4 separate regions of the Mus musculus genome follow, and all the other regions are linked to region 3. A link is a contact called in public promoter capture Hi-C data. All regions are on one chromosome and are shown on one strand. Each heading gives the region's core, a stretch centred on a gene start, on an enhancer-like site or on the middle of the called end of the contact. The rest is flanking DNA. Distances are from core to core; before and after follow the strand shown.

Region 1 (2,700 bases), core at 107-2,606, 2.5 Mb after region 3:
AGCACTATGAAAGGACAAAAATTTTGTCATTTATATTAAAAGAGATATATTCTCAAAAGCCTATGAGCTTAAACATATTCTTTTAAAATCAATCTTTCAGGCCGGGCAGTGATGGCACACACCTTTAATCCCAGCATTTGGGAGGCAGAGGCAAGCGGATTTCTGAGTTCGAGGCCAGCCTGGTCTACAGAGTGAGTTCCAGGACAGCCAAGGCTACACAGAGAAACCCTGTCTCGAAAAACAAAATAAATAAATAAATAAATAAATAAATAAAATTTAAAAAATAAAATAAAATCAATCTTTCAAGTGTAGCTGATTATCCCCAAATCCCTTAGACTAAGTATAAGTACCCCCAGGGTGAAAAACCAGACTAACCCATAGTATCAGCAGGGACCAACACTAAGGAGGTACTACAACCAACCAGTAAAATAATGACATCTTAGTAACAGAAATGACATCTTAGTAACAAAAATTCAAACTGCTTTCTGCAGTTTAAATTTGTGTTTCCTGCACCCCCTATCCACAGCTCTGCGAGAAAAACAAACTTGTATTAAGCTCTAACAGCATTAATTTCTCTTCTTTGTAGACACCTGTGTCAATTTTCTGACACTGAGCTGTGCTTAGAGATCTAGAAATCCCTGAAGAGAGCAATGCTAACCAGCCTCTTTCATCATCAGGGCTCGCGGCCTGGGAAGGAAGGAGCAGGTGTTCTAACCAGCAAACAGACTTTTTTCCCCCTCTCCTTCCTCAGTCCGACCGAGTTCTACCCGGGTTCTTGCTTTCTATCCAGAGCAGCCACCACTCTATCCCGACACCGGCTCATCGCTAATGGTCCTCAACCATCCCTCATTTATCTCAGTTCTCTCTCCTCATATTTCTGTCCAACTCCAAACACCTCTTCCTTCGAGCCTGACACTAGTGACAGCTGAGAGCCCTACCTAGACCTACTAGAAACTTCTAGCGCTCGGAAAGGGGCGGGGGTGGGGGGCGGACCCTTGTCCTTCGGACCTGTGGCTCTTCAAAGGAGCGGAGATCCTCGGGGCGCCCCCTCCCGCCGGGGACTGCGTCCTCGAGCTCAGTCCCGACTCGGTCCCCAAGCCCTCCCTGCACGACCACCTCGCCCCGGGCGCCTCACCCTGGTAGGGCTTCGACAGCGAGTGCTCCCGTTTCAAGTACTCCACCGCTTGACCCGCCCTGACATGCCGCGGCCCCGGCCCAGACCCCAACAGAAGGAGAAAGAGCAAAAGCTTGGCCCCGTCCCGAGCCCACGCGCGCCGCCGCCACCGCTGCCACCAGGAGGGTCTCGAAGCCGCCGCCATCTTTCCCACCGCCGGCCCTTCATCAAAAAGCCCGCCCCGTGGCCCAACCCATTGGCCTGCGGAACCATCGGCCCGATCTCCCATTGGCTCCTGGAGAGTTCCCTCCCCCGCAGGTGAGTATCCCACCGATTGGCTGACTAGTAGCAGTTGCCTTGCCAACCCAGGCAAGGGGCGTTGCCGAATGTCCAGACTCCCTTCTCTGCTTTTGTCCCAGGCTTCACCAGGCCTGCTAGTAATAGAGATTCTTAGTTTGTTTCTGCATTCTATAGTAAATTTAAAGCGATAAAACATTTTTTTTTCCCGATTGTCACTGCCATTTGTACCTACCTGGCCGCCAAGCTAACAGCCAAGAGGGCATAGAAGTAAAAAGAAAAATAGACAAATCCGTGACTAAAATGAGTGGAAGGAACTGAAGACTAGCTGTGTTGGTAAAGAACTTGACTTACGATGTGGGAAGGCATTAGGTCATCCCAGCACTCTGGAGACTGAGGCAGGAAGGTGAGGAGTTCAAAGTCAACACAGTGAGTTAGGGAGTGACCTAAGTAATTCATTAGAATGAAACGACTGGTTCCAGGGTGGTGGTGGTGCACGGATTGTATCCCAATGCTTGGAGGCAACGGTATTTGGATCTCTGAGTTTGAGGCAAGCCTGGTCTACAGAGCAAGTTCTAGAATAGCCAAGGCTACACAGAGAAACCTTGTCTCAAACAGGCAAACCAAACCAAAGAAACAAACATCTGGCAAACTGTCTCAAACAGGCAAACCAAACCAAAGAAACAAACATCTGGCAAACTGTAAAATGTGTAAAGGGCAGCCTGGGTTACATGCTGGGTTGACGAGCACAATCAACCAACATCACATGATGATATTTATAGAAATTAAGTGTATGCTAAATTCTGTGTGAATTTTCAGGGTTACATGCTTTTATTGTGCAAACCTTGTTCCTTGATTTAAAATGATTGGTTAAATAGAATTGACTACAGCCAATTACTGGAGGGAGGGATTAGAGGTAGGTGGGTTTTAAGTTACTTAGTTGAGGGTGGAGAAGAGAGCAGAAGGAAGAGAAACCAGGGGAGAAGAGGAAGAACGAAAGAAGGGGAGGAAGCCTCCAGGAGACGAGATGGACTATGAGTCCATGGCCAGAAGAAGCAGCCAAGTACTTAGGCTGTACCACTGGGGAGGTAGCCAGGCCAGCAGTTAGAAGAGTAGATTAGGGGTTACCCCTAGAAACTGTCAAAGCCAAATAAAATAACCATAGTCTGAGTCTCACTTACTTGTAAGCTGGTCAGGGATAAACTTAAATTGGTTGTACTACACCCCAGAGTTCATATTTCACCAAGTTCCAGCTTCCTGCCTGATTGCTCACTTCTTTCAGAAAACTA
Region 2 (2,700 bases), core at 71-2,570, 2.7 Mb before region 3:
TCCTGGAACTCACACAGTAAAAGAGGCTGGCTATGAACTCAGAGATCCGCTTGTTTCTGCTTCCTGAGTGCTGGGACTAAACGCATGCACCACCTCACCTGGCCCTTGTAGTCTTTATATCCTTGTGAAACTCACAAACCAAGTCTGCACTGCCTACATAGCTCTCAGCCTTCTTATCTTCCAAGCTCCCATAGAATAATAGCTTATTGAGCTCTGAGCACCAATGGCTATTCTGTCCATTTTTTCCACACCCCTCCCCAACTGCAAACAATATGGTTAGGTGTATTCCACAGCAATATCCCACAGTCTGGCTAGTATTTTTCATCTTAATTATGATTCATATGGTTGTGATCAAGCATCATGTCCAAAAGCAAATGGGTGGGAAAAAAAGCTTATTCTAGCTCACAACTTTCAGATCACACTCCATCACTGAGACAACTCAGAGCAAGAACTCAAGGCAAGAACATGGAGGCAGGAATTGAAGTACAAGCCATGGAGGAGGGCTGCTTACTGCCTAGACCCCCAAGGCTTCCTTAGCCTTCTTTGTTACCTTCTTTGTTATGTAATCCAGGACCACCTGCCCAGGGGTAGTACTGCCTACTGAGGGCTGGCCCTCCCACATCAATCATTGAGAAAGTGTCCTCCATTTTTGCCTATAGGCCACTTTTATTTTCTCACTTATAATTCACTCTTCCTGGGCTGGAGAGATGGCTGTGTAATCAAAAGCTAGTCGAAACACAAGATTCTTTCTTCCCACCTAGATCTTGGTTAGGTATATGTCAGGTTGGCACAAGTAAAGTAGCGGAGTAGTGTTTTGTCTTCATGTATGTCTGCATACCACATGTGTACCTGGTGCTCACTGAGGTCAGAAAAAGATGCCCCGCAACTGAATTACAGAGTTATAAGCGTCTATGTGGGTGCTGAGAAATAAACCCCAGTTCTCTGGAAGAGCACTGAACGTTAAGTGCTGAGCCACCACTCAACTCCCTCCCAAATAAAAATAAAATACTTTAGAAAAGGAATAGAAACCCACTCAGGTTTTAAAAATGATGCTTAGGAGGAGTGGGGGCGGAGTGGAGGAGGGGGAGAAAAGCTCACTGCAAAAAGCTTGCAGGACAAATGGTAACATCCTGCTCTTACCTCTGTGGCTGAGCCAGCTGGGTATCTGGTCTTCAAAGTAAAGGCAGAGGTGGGGAGAGGCAGTCTGAGAGAAGCGGGAGGACCCGGACTACCGCAGAGAAGCTGTGAACTCTCAGGAGCTAGCATGATGGATCCCACAGCCTAACCCAGGTCGATCTACTTAACTAGAAATGGCAGCCATAGACCCTGAACGGGACGAGCTGGGATTGGCTGCTGCTGGTATTGTTTCAAAGGAGACTCTCCTGTGATTGGCTAGCAGAGTCAAGCAGGAACTAGAGGTGGAAAAGGGAAGTTCAACAAAGTTGTTACCCAGGCAACAGAGCAACGCACAGCGAGTGGCAGTTTATTTTCGGCTCCTAGGCTGTGAACAGCACTGACCAAGCACCTGGGATCCAATTCAGACCTTCTTCCACATTTAGCAAGCACTCTACCCTTGAGGTACACTCTTATCTATATTTGAATAATGGAATCAGAAAATGCTGAAGCTGAGAATGTGGTAACAGGGAATTTGGAAGCAAAGAGCAAGGAAGGTAAAAATATGCAATTTGTGACATTGTCTTCTGCCTGGTCCCTTCAAGCACTATCCAGTCTCCTCAATCCCGAAGAAGAGGATGGTTTTGATTTTGAACAGGGGCAATGCTCATTTACTATTGGAGCCATGGGCCCTGGGAATATTGGACCACCTAAAGCAAAAGAGTCCAAAGCTATTCCTGAACCCAGGAGTGATGAAAGTGAGAACATCTGGAATCCAGAAGAGGTTCCAGAAGGAGCAGAGCATGATGATATATGGGATGTTCGTGAAATTCCAGATTATGAGATTGTATTCCAACAAACTGTGGGAACTGAGGACGTATACCTAGGATTAACAAGAAAGGATCCTTCAACGGCATGCTGCCAGGAGCTGGTGGTGAAAATTAAACTGCCCAATACAAACCCTTCTGAAATTCAAATTGATATCCAAGAAATGCTCCTTGATCTTCGCACTCCTAGAAAGAAGCTGTTAGTAAACTTTCCCCAGCCCGTGGAACGGAACAGTGCTAGAGCATCCTATATCTGGGAAGCTGAAACACTTGAAGTCAGGATGACCGTCCAAAGGGATTTGGATTTTAATATTTCCTGAAACTGTATGAATAAGAAGAGATAGAAAGAAATCATGACAAGAACATTTTTTTTTCTACCTTTGAATACTGGTTGTTTATGTTCTCCCCCCACCCCCGACATATTTTAGAAAGGTTCAGAATTTTAGTGGTGTTTTGATCAAATATAGTCAATTCTATTACTGTTATGACATATGGTTGTTTCATACAATAAGGTGCTGTTCCATTTCTATAGTGAGAGCTGAATAAAATATTTTCAGGTTAACCATCTAGGTTATTACATGGTCAATCACACAGCAGAGCTATGACCATGAAATAAGTGATTCACTTAAATCAGCAGTCTGAAGAACTTCAGCTAACTAATTACATTACCATACAATCTGCTACATAGGGATTTGTCATTATTGTCACCAGAAAAATTCATTTGGTTGCTTTTTCATTGATTTTAACATGATTTAGGATG
Region 3 (2,700 bases), core at 177-2,676:
CTGGTCCAGTATAAAACGACCCTCCGGTGCCCTGCTCAGCGTGCTGGGTTCTTCCTTTCGCGGTGTACCACACTTTGCAAGATCTCGGGATTCTCTTCAACCCCCCCCCCCCGCCCCCCTGCATAGCAGATAGGAATACAGTTTCTTACTGCAGTGGGCTGCAGTGTCAGGAGCCCTTCAGCTCTGTGCACGGGATGCAGAAGTTCCAGACAGCTCTGCTGACTGCCAGGGACCCGTGAAGCCTGTTTGGCACCCAGTGCTCCCCGCAGTCTGACAGTCAAGAGTCTCACCTTCCTCAGTGTCGGCAAGCAAGGTGCTTTCCATCCTCAGCCTCAAACAACAGAATGAGTGGCATATAATAGCAATCTGTATTTGTTTTAGGAGGCCAACATGCAAATAAGAGCACATTTTCCTGTGCTTTCCGTGCTTATGAACCTGGCATCAGGGCTAAGCAACATCTTTCCGCATTTCTTTTAATGCTCACACTTGATAATACATCATTCACCTATCAGTCACTAATGGCTACACATTTTTGCAGAACTGAACAGTTGGTTTCATATAGTTAGACAACAATACACACATTCCTATCGATTCTTCAATTGACTTTTGGAATTTTACGAATTATTTAGTTTCAAGCCAGTTACTAGAAATTGCACAAATGTAATATTTCATTTGTCATATGTCATATAGTTAATTTAAAAAATACAAGTCAATGAAAGAAAACAAATCATCCAACTCCCACAGGGAAAGCCAGTTTGCCTTAGGGGCAAGCAGGGCAGAGCACTGCACTGGCCCGCTAAGGCCGCAACACGCTGCAGGCGGCCACTGCAGCTTTGGCTTTCTCGCCAGGTGGCAGAGGCCCTCCGCAAAAGAGCACACCGCAGCGCTCACGCCTTGCCTTCTTCGTTGGCACCGAATCAGCGATCACTGTCAAGTGTCCAGCCCACAACTGCGATACAGTTTTTGCGGATTGTAACGGAATGTAAGGGAAGCTGGAAAAAAACGGCAAAGGGGAGAAGGGTGTGTACCCGAGTGTGACCGATCGCCGTTGTCTGACAGTGCCTAAAAATTTCTCCTGCAGTATCTACAGGCCAATCAATCACCAACTTCCTTCATCCTTCATCATGTCAGATCCTTACATCTAAAATCACCTCTCCCTACAAAGCCAATAAATGAATCAGGGTTCTTTGACCGTGGCAGAGCTCACGTCTGGGCTGAGAATCAGCACCAAGTTTGGGGGTGGTAGGGTGCAAGCCTGCAGACCGCGGCGTGCCGCCTTTCCTAAGATTGGACCAGCTTGGAGATGGCCCTTCCAGGTGCTCGCGCCTCCATGCGCAGGGACTACCCCCGCCCCCAAACCAAATAGCTCACCCTGCTGCATCCTCCGAGCCCCAGCCTCCGGGCGGGCTCAGGGAGGCGGGAGCCCGGGTTCCCCCCGGCTCCTTGGCGCCCCCTGACGTCGGCCTCCAGCAGAAGGTCCGCGGAGGCTTACACAGGCGAAACCCGGGGGTCCCCGCGCACCGCCGCCCGGCGCGTGGCCTGGCGGGCCGCGCGCGCACCGAACCGACCTGCTGGAGGGCGCGCGCCGCTCGGTCCCGGCCCCAGCCATGCGCGCGCGCCCGCACCCGCGCCGCCGCTGCCGCCGCAGCCCGTGACGTCACCCACCGAGCCCCCCGCCGGCTCGCCGCGCCCCGTCCCGCCCCACGTGCGCCGGCTTCAGGACGCCGAGGCCCCGGGCGGCCACCCGATGATGCTCCCAGCCGGCTGCGTCCCGGGCGGGGCTGAGCCCGAGAGCTGCGCGCGGGCTGGGGCGCCTGCGGAGGGAGGGGCGCGGCTCTCGCCGCTGCGCCGCGTGCTGAGTCATGGCGAGAGCTGCCCGCTGCTCTCCATCAGTCGTTCCGGGGCCGGCGCGGGGTGTGCAGCCATTGGGCCGCGCGCGGGGCCGCGAGCGCCGGGCTTGACGCGCTGAGCCGCGCTCGCCCCTGTCCGCCGCGCCCGCCCCGCGTCCCGCGCCCCGCGCCCCGCGCGCTCTGCAGCCTTAGCCCCGCGCCGCACGGCCCCCCGCCTCGCCCGCACCATGATCGCCGCCGCTTTCCTCGTTTTGCTGAGACCCTACAGCATCCAATGTGCTCTCTTCCTCTTGTTGCTCCTGCTGGGCACCGTCGCCACCATCGTCTTCTTCTGCTGCTGGCACCGCAAGCTCCAGAAAGGGAGACATCCGATGAAATCGGTCTTTTCGGGTCGTTCCAGAAGCAGAGGTAAGACACGCCGCCGCTGGGTTCTTCTGGGCAGAAGCGAGGTTCAAGCCTTCTCTGCCTCTTCTGCCCACTCAGTGCCCACTCCTCAAGCTAAGTGCATTTATTTATTTAACGCGCCCTGGCCCTTTGGCCTCACCTCCATCCTCTGAGTCACCAGGTTTGGATAACCACGGAGATTCGGAGGTCCTGGAAGGAAGGATCAGGCTCCGATTCTTAGGGTCAGTTTGCTAGAGCCCAGAAGGTAATTGTAGGGGAGTCCTGGGCTGAGGTACTCGTATCTTTGCCAAGCCTTTGCTGGAGCTTAGGAATAAAAAAGTAAGGCGTGATGATATGGGCTCCCCTCTCCCAACTTTGCTGGAACTTCTTGCAGAGAAATCACCTTAGAGACAGATGGTCCAATACTCTCTCCGCCCCGCCCCAATATGCCCACGGAATTGGAGAG
Region 4 (2,700 bases), core at 79-2,578, 2.8 Mb before region 3:
AGGCAGTGGTTCTTGGTCAGATGATTGATGAAATGAAGTGTCTCTGGTGTATTGATGGGGAGAGGCAAACAGTATAGGCATAAGGTTTATAGACTGTTACCACTGTTTTCTAAATTGCATTTTGTTGTTCTTTAGAGAAACACTAGGAAGGCTGTTTTATGTGTCATCACCAGCATGATGAGCCCTTGTGAAAACCATGACATAGGGTCAGTTATTTCCTGTTTTCAGTTTGAATTCAGAGAATCCCCGTAGGTGTGACTTACCCCTGCTCTTGCCCCTCTTCCTATTTCTCTCTTGCCCACAGTAAGGATAAAGACACTCTTAAGGAAAGGAAGTAAATGTACTAAAAGTGAACTAAGGCAGACAGAGCATCTGCACCTACTTTAGTTCATTTGGATGTTTTGGAGCACAGAGCTCTAGGTCAGTCTGACCAAAGAAGCTGAGCCTCACTGAGCATTCTCACACTCCAGGCTTCTCGGCAAGTGTTAAGTTCCAGTTTCTGGGAAGAGCTTTCCAATCTTACCACGAAGTCAACTGTCTGCTGTGCCTGGGACAAAGCAGTGTACCTGTTGTCTCAAGGAAATGGTGGCCCTTGGGGAGTTTGTTTTTATTGATTCTGTCTCTTTTATACCATAAATAATAAAATAGGTTATATATTCATAGAAACTTGCATCTACGTTCAGGAGTTACCCAAACGTAATATGCAGATTGGAGGAGATGTTGATGTTGGTGACAATAAGCACTGAGGAAAAGGGTAGACTCAAAGGTCTTATCATGAACAATATGTACAAATACAATATTTATCCTGCAATGGACAAAGCATAGGAAAAGTGTGTTGCCTCTTGGAAAAAGAGGCTATTCTGTAACAAATCTGCTTTGGTTTTTACCCCCTGTTATCACCCTGGAGCTGAGAAATCACATTATCTGATTCAAGAAAGCTTAGATGCCCCACAGCCATTAGGATTAAATATAACAAAATAAGTCATTCCCTTCTGGCCCCTAAGCCATCGCATTAACAAAACCTGGCCTGCTCTAAATGCTGGTTCTCATTTGTAGGTAAAAGGAAAACAAACGTTGATGACTACTTCAGCAGCTGCAAAGAAAAGAATTATTGTTTCCTTCCTTCTTTGGCTCCCTCGAGTTCTCAGGAGGTGCCGAAGAAAAATCAGCACCAGATGGCTCTCAAAGAGATGATGCTCAAATTTTAAATTTATGGCCCATTTCTGGAAGACAATCTGAAGGTGGCCCAAGTTTCAAATCACTTCCAGACCAGACTCACAGGAGAATGCCTCTTGCTTTGGCTTACAAAGCTGGTCTCACGGTTCTCCGGTTTGCTAGTGCTGTTTGATTGCAGCACAGGGAGACTGTGACGGGAACTGCCACAATGGGGACCCACCTTAGCTCCTATGTAAACATTGCCAAGTCACTTTGGAAACATTCTCTTCGTGTATGTTAGTGGCAACAGAGAGCAGCTTCTGTATGTGGCAACCTTGGTTTAACTTAGTCTATCAGCAGACTAGTAAGCAACAGTCAGACAATCCAGTGCTTTCTACAACTAATGGTACGATTGTGTGTTTTGAATGGGGAGAACAAGGGTGAGAGAATTCTAGAAGCAAGAGGAGAGCTATGGTTTGGAGAGATTGAGCGGTTTCCGATTGTGAAAGATCAGGAAGGTGAACATGTAATTTGACTACACTTTTAAACCGGGGGCCTCTAATATCTGATTAGAGTTAGAAGAGGCCATCCAGGGGCAGCAGGCTTTGTGACAGTGAAGTGGGGGAGGCTGTGAAGCACACTGCCAAATCTGACGCTGCACAAGCTAACGCTGCCTCAAGGGCACTGTGACAGAAACTTCACTGTCAGGTAAGTATTTGGGTGGAGAACTCTTTACAAGTTCCCTCACTACAGGCCATGGCTCTCTGTTGTCATGTCTACTCTTACCAAAGTATCTTCAATTTCTAAAACAGTGGGCAAGGAAAAGGAGTGCTTGCCCGTCCTCCCATCATTTGGGAGGTGGAGGAAGGAGGATCACAAATTCAAGGTCACCCTTGGCCTTGTAATGAGTTTGAAGGCTGTCTAGGCTACATGAAACCATGTCTTTAAAAGAAACACCAGACTTTGTTCTTCGTTGTATTCTCACCAGTTAAAGTGTATCTGGTGTTAGCATTCCATCTACGGACTGCCCAACAGTTACCTAGCAACAGCCAGGTAGGCCTGGCTTCCTATAAAAGGGGCTGTTTGGCCCCTCCTCCCTCTCTCTGCCCCTTTTCTCTCTCTGATTCTCTTCCCTTCCTGCTCTTCCCTTTCTCTCCTCTCTCTTTCTCTCCCTCCCTCTTCTGTCTTTCTGTCTCTACACCTTTTTTTTTTTTGGTTTTTTCGAGACAGGGTTTCTCGGTATAGCCCTGGCTGTCCTGGAGCTCACTTTGAAGACCAGGCTGGCCTCGAACTCAGAAATCCGCCTGCCTTCTTAACTCCTCTTTCTGGAGAAAGGAGGCCCAGCATGGGCCCACTAACGCACCCCTTCCACCTCACCATCCTATTTGATGTTTGATACAAAGTATATCCTTGACTCTTCTTATAAAACACAACACCTGAAGGGTGGGGGTGGCGTGGGCCTGAAGAGATGGCACAGCTGTTAAGAAAAAGTGCTGGGATTTTTTTAATTGAATATTTTCTTTATTTACATTTCAAATGTTATCC

The links. Promoter capture Hi-C pulls out the DNA fragments that hold promoters and counts their contacts.
Region 1: a contact with region 3 is called in a promoter capture Hi-C map of the HPC-7 cell line. The contact joins the promoter of Lman2l here to the promoter of Bend6 in region 3. A contact is called at or near these places in 2 of 39 promoter capture datasets (the HPC-7 cell line and cranial neural crest).
Region 2: a promoter capture Hi-C map of pre-B cells shows a contact between it and region 3, with 12 times the contacts expected there. The contact joins the promoter of 4931428L18Rik here to the promoter of Bend6 in region 3. A contact is called at or near these places in 8 of 39 promoter capture datasets (the C10 cell line, cranial neural crest, frontonasal cranial neural crest and 4 more) and 2 of 115 datasets of contacts at active chromatin or transcription factors (astrocytes and embryonic forebrain).
Region 4: a contact with region 3 is called in a promoter capture Hi-C map of pre-B cells, with 7 times the contacts expected there. The contact joins the enhancer-like site here to the promoter of Bend6 in region 3. A contact is called at or near these places in 6 of 39 promoter capture datasets (the C10 cell line, cranial neural crest, hippocampal neurons and 2 more) and 1 of 115 datasets of contacts at active chromatin or transcription factors (astrocytes).

Annotation. Positions count from the first base shown.
Region 1 is chr1:36,443,915-36,446,614 of GRCm38.p6, forward strand. It overlaps Lman2l (lectin, mannose-binding 2-like), which reads right to left and starts at 1,357. Exons shown (of 8, transcript NM_001013374.2): 1 at 1,136-1,357. The coding sequence starts at 1,319.
Region 2 is chr1:31,221,336-31,224,035 of GRCm38.p6, forward strand. 4931428L18Rik (RIKEN cDNA 4931428L18 gene) reads right to left here and starts at 1,321. Exons shown (of 3, transcript NR_033445.1): 1 at 1,141-1,321. Dnaaf6 (dynein axonemal assembly factor 6) reads left to right here and starts at 1,504. Exons shown (of 1, transcript NM_029062.2): 1 at 1,504-2,700. The coding sequence starts at 1,604. The coding sequence ends at 2,260.
Region 3 is chr1:33,906,195-33,908,894 of GRCm38.p6, forward strand. It overlaps Bend6 (BEN domain containing 6), which reads right to left and starts at 1,427. Exons shown (of 7, transcript NM_177235.3): 1 at 1,372-1,427. It overlaps Dst (dystonin), which reads left to right and starts at 2,031. Exons shown (of 103, transcript NM_001276764.1): 1 at 2,031-2,258. The coding sequence starts at 2,078.
Region 4 is chr1:31,148,578-31,151,277 of GRCm38.p6, forward strand. The region is part of intron 2 of 4931428L18Rik (RIKEN cDNA 4931428L18 gene); the gene reads right to left. Among named protein-coding and RNA genes, the nearest start is that of Lgsn, 27 kb to the right of the region's middle. Within about 2 kb of position 1,329, at least 25 of the 459 cell types and tissues checked have an H3K27ac peak or open chromatin away from gene starts, as enhancers often do.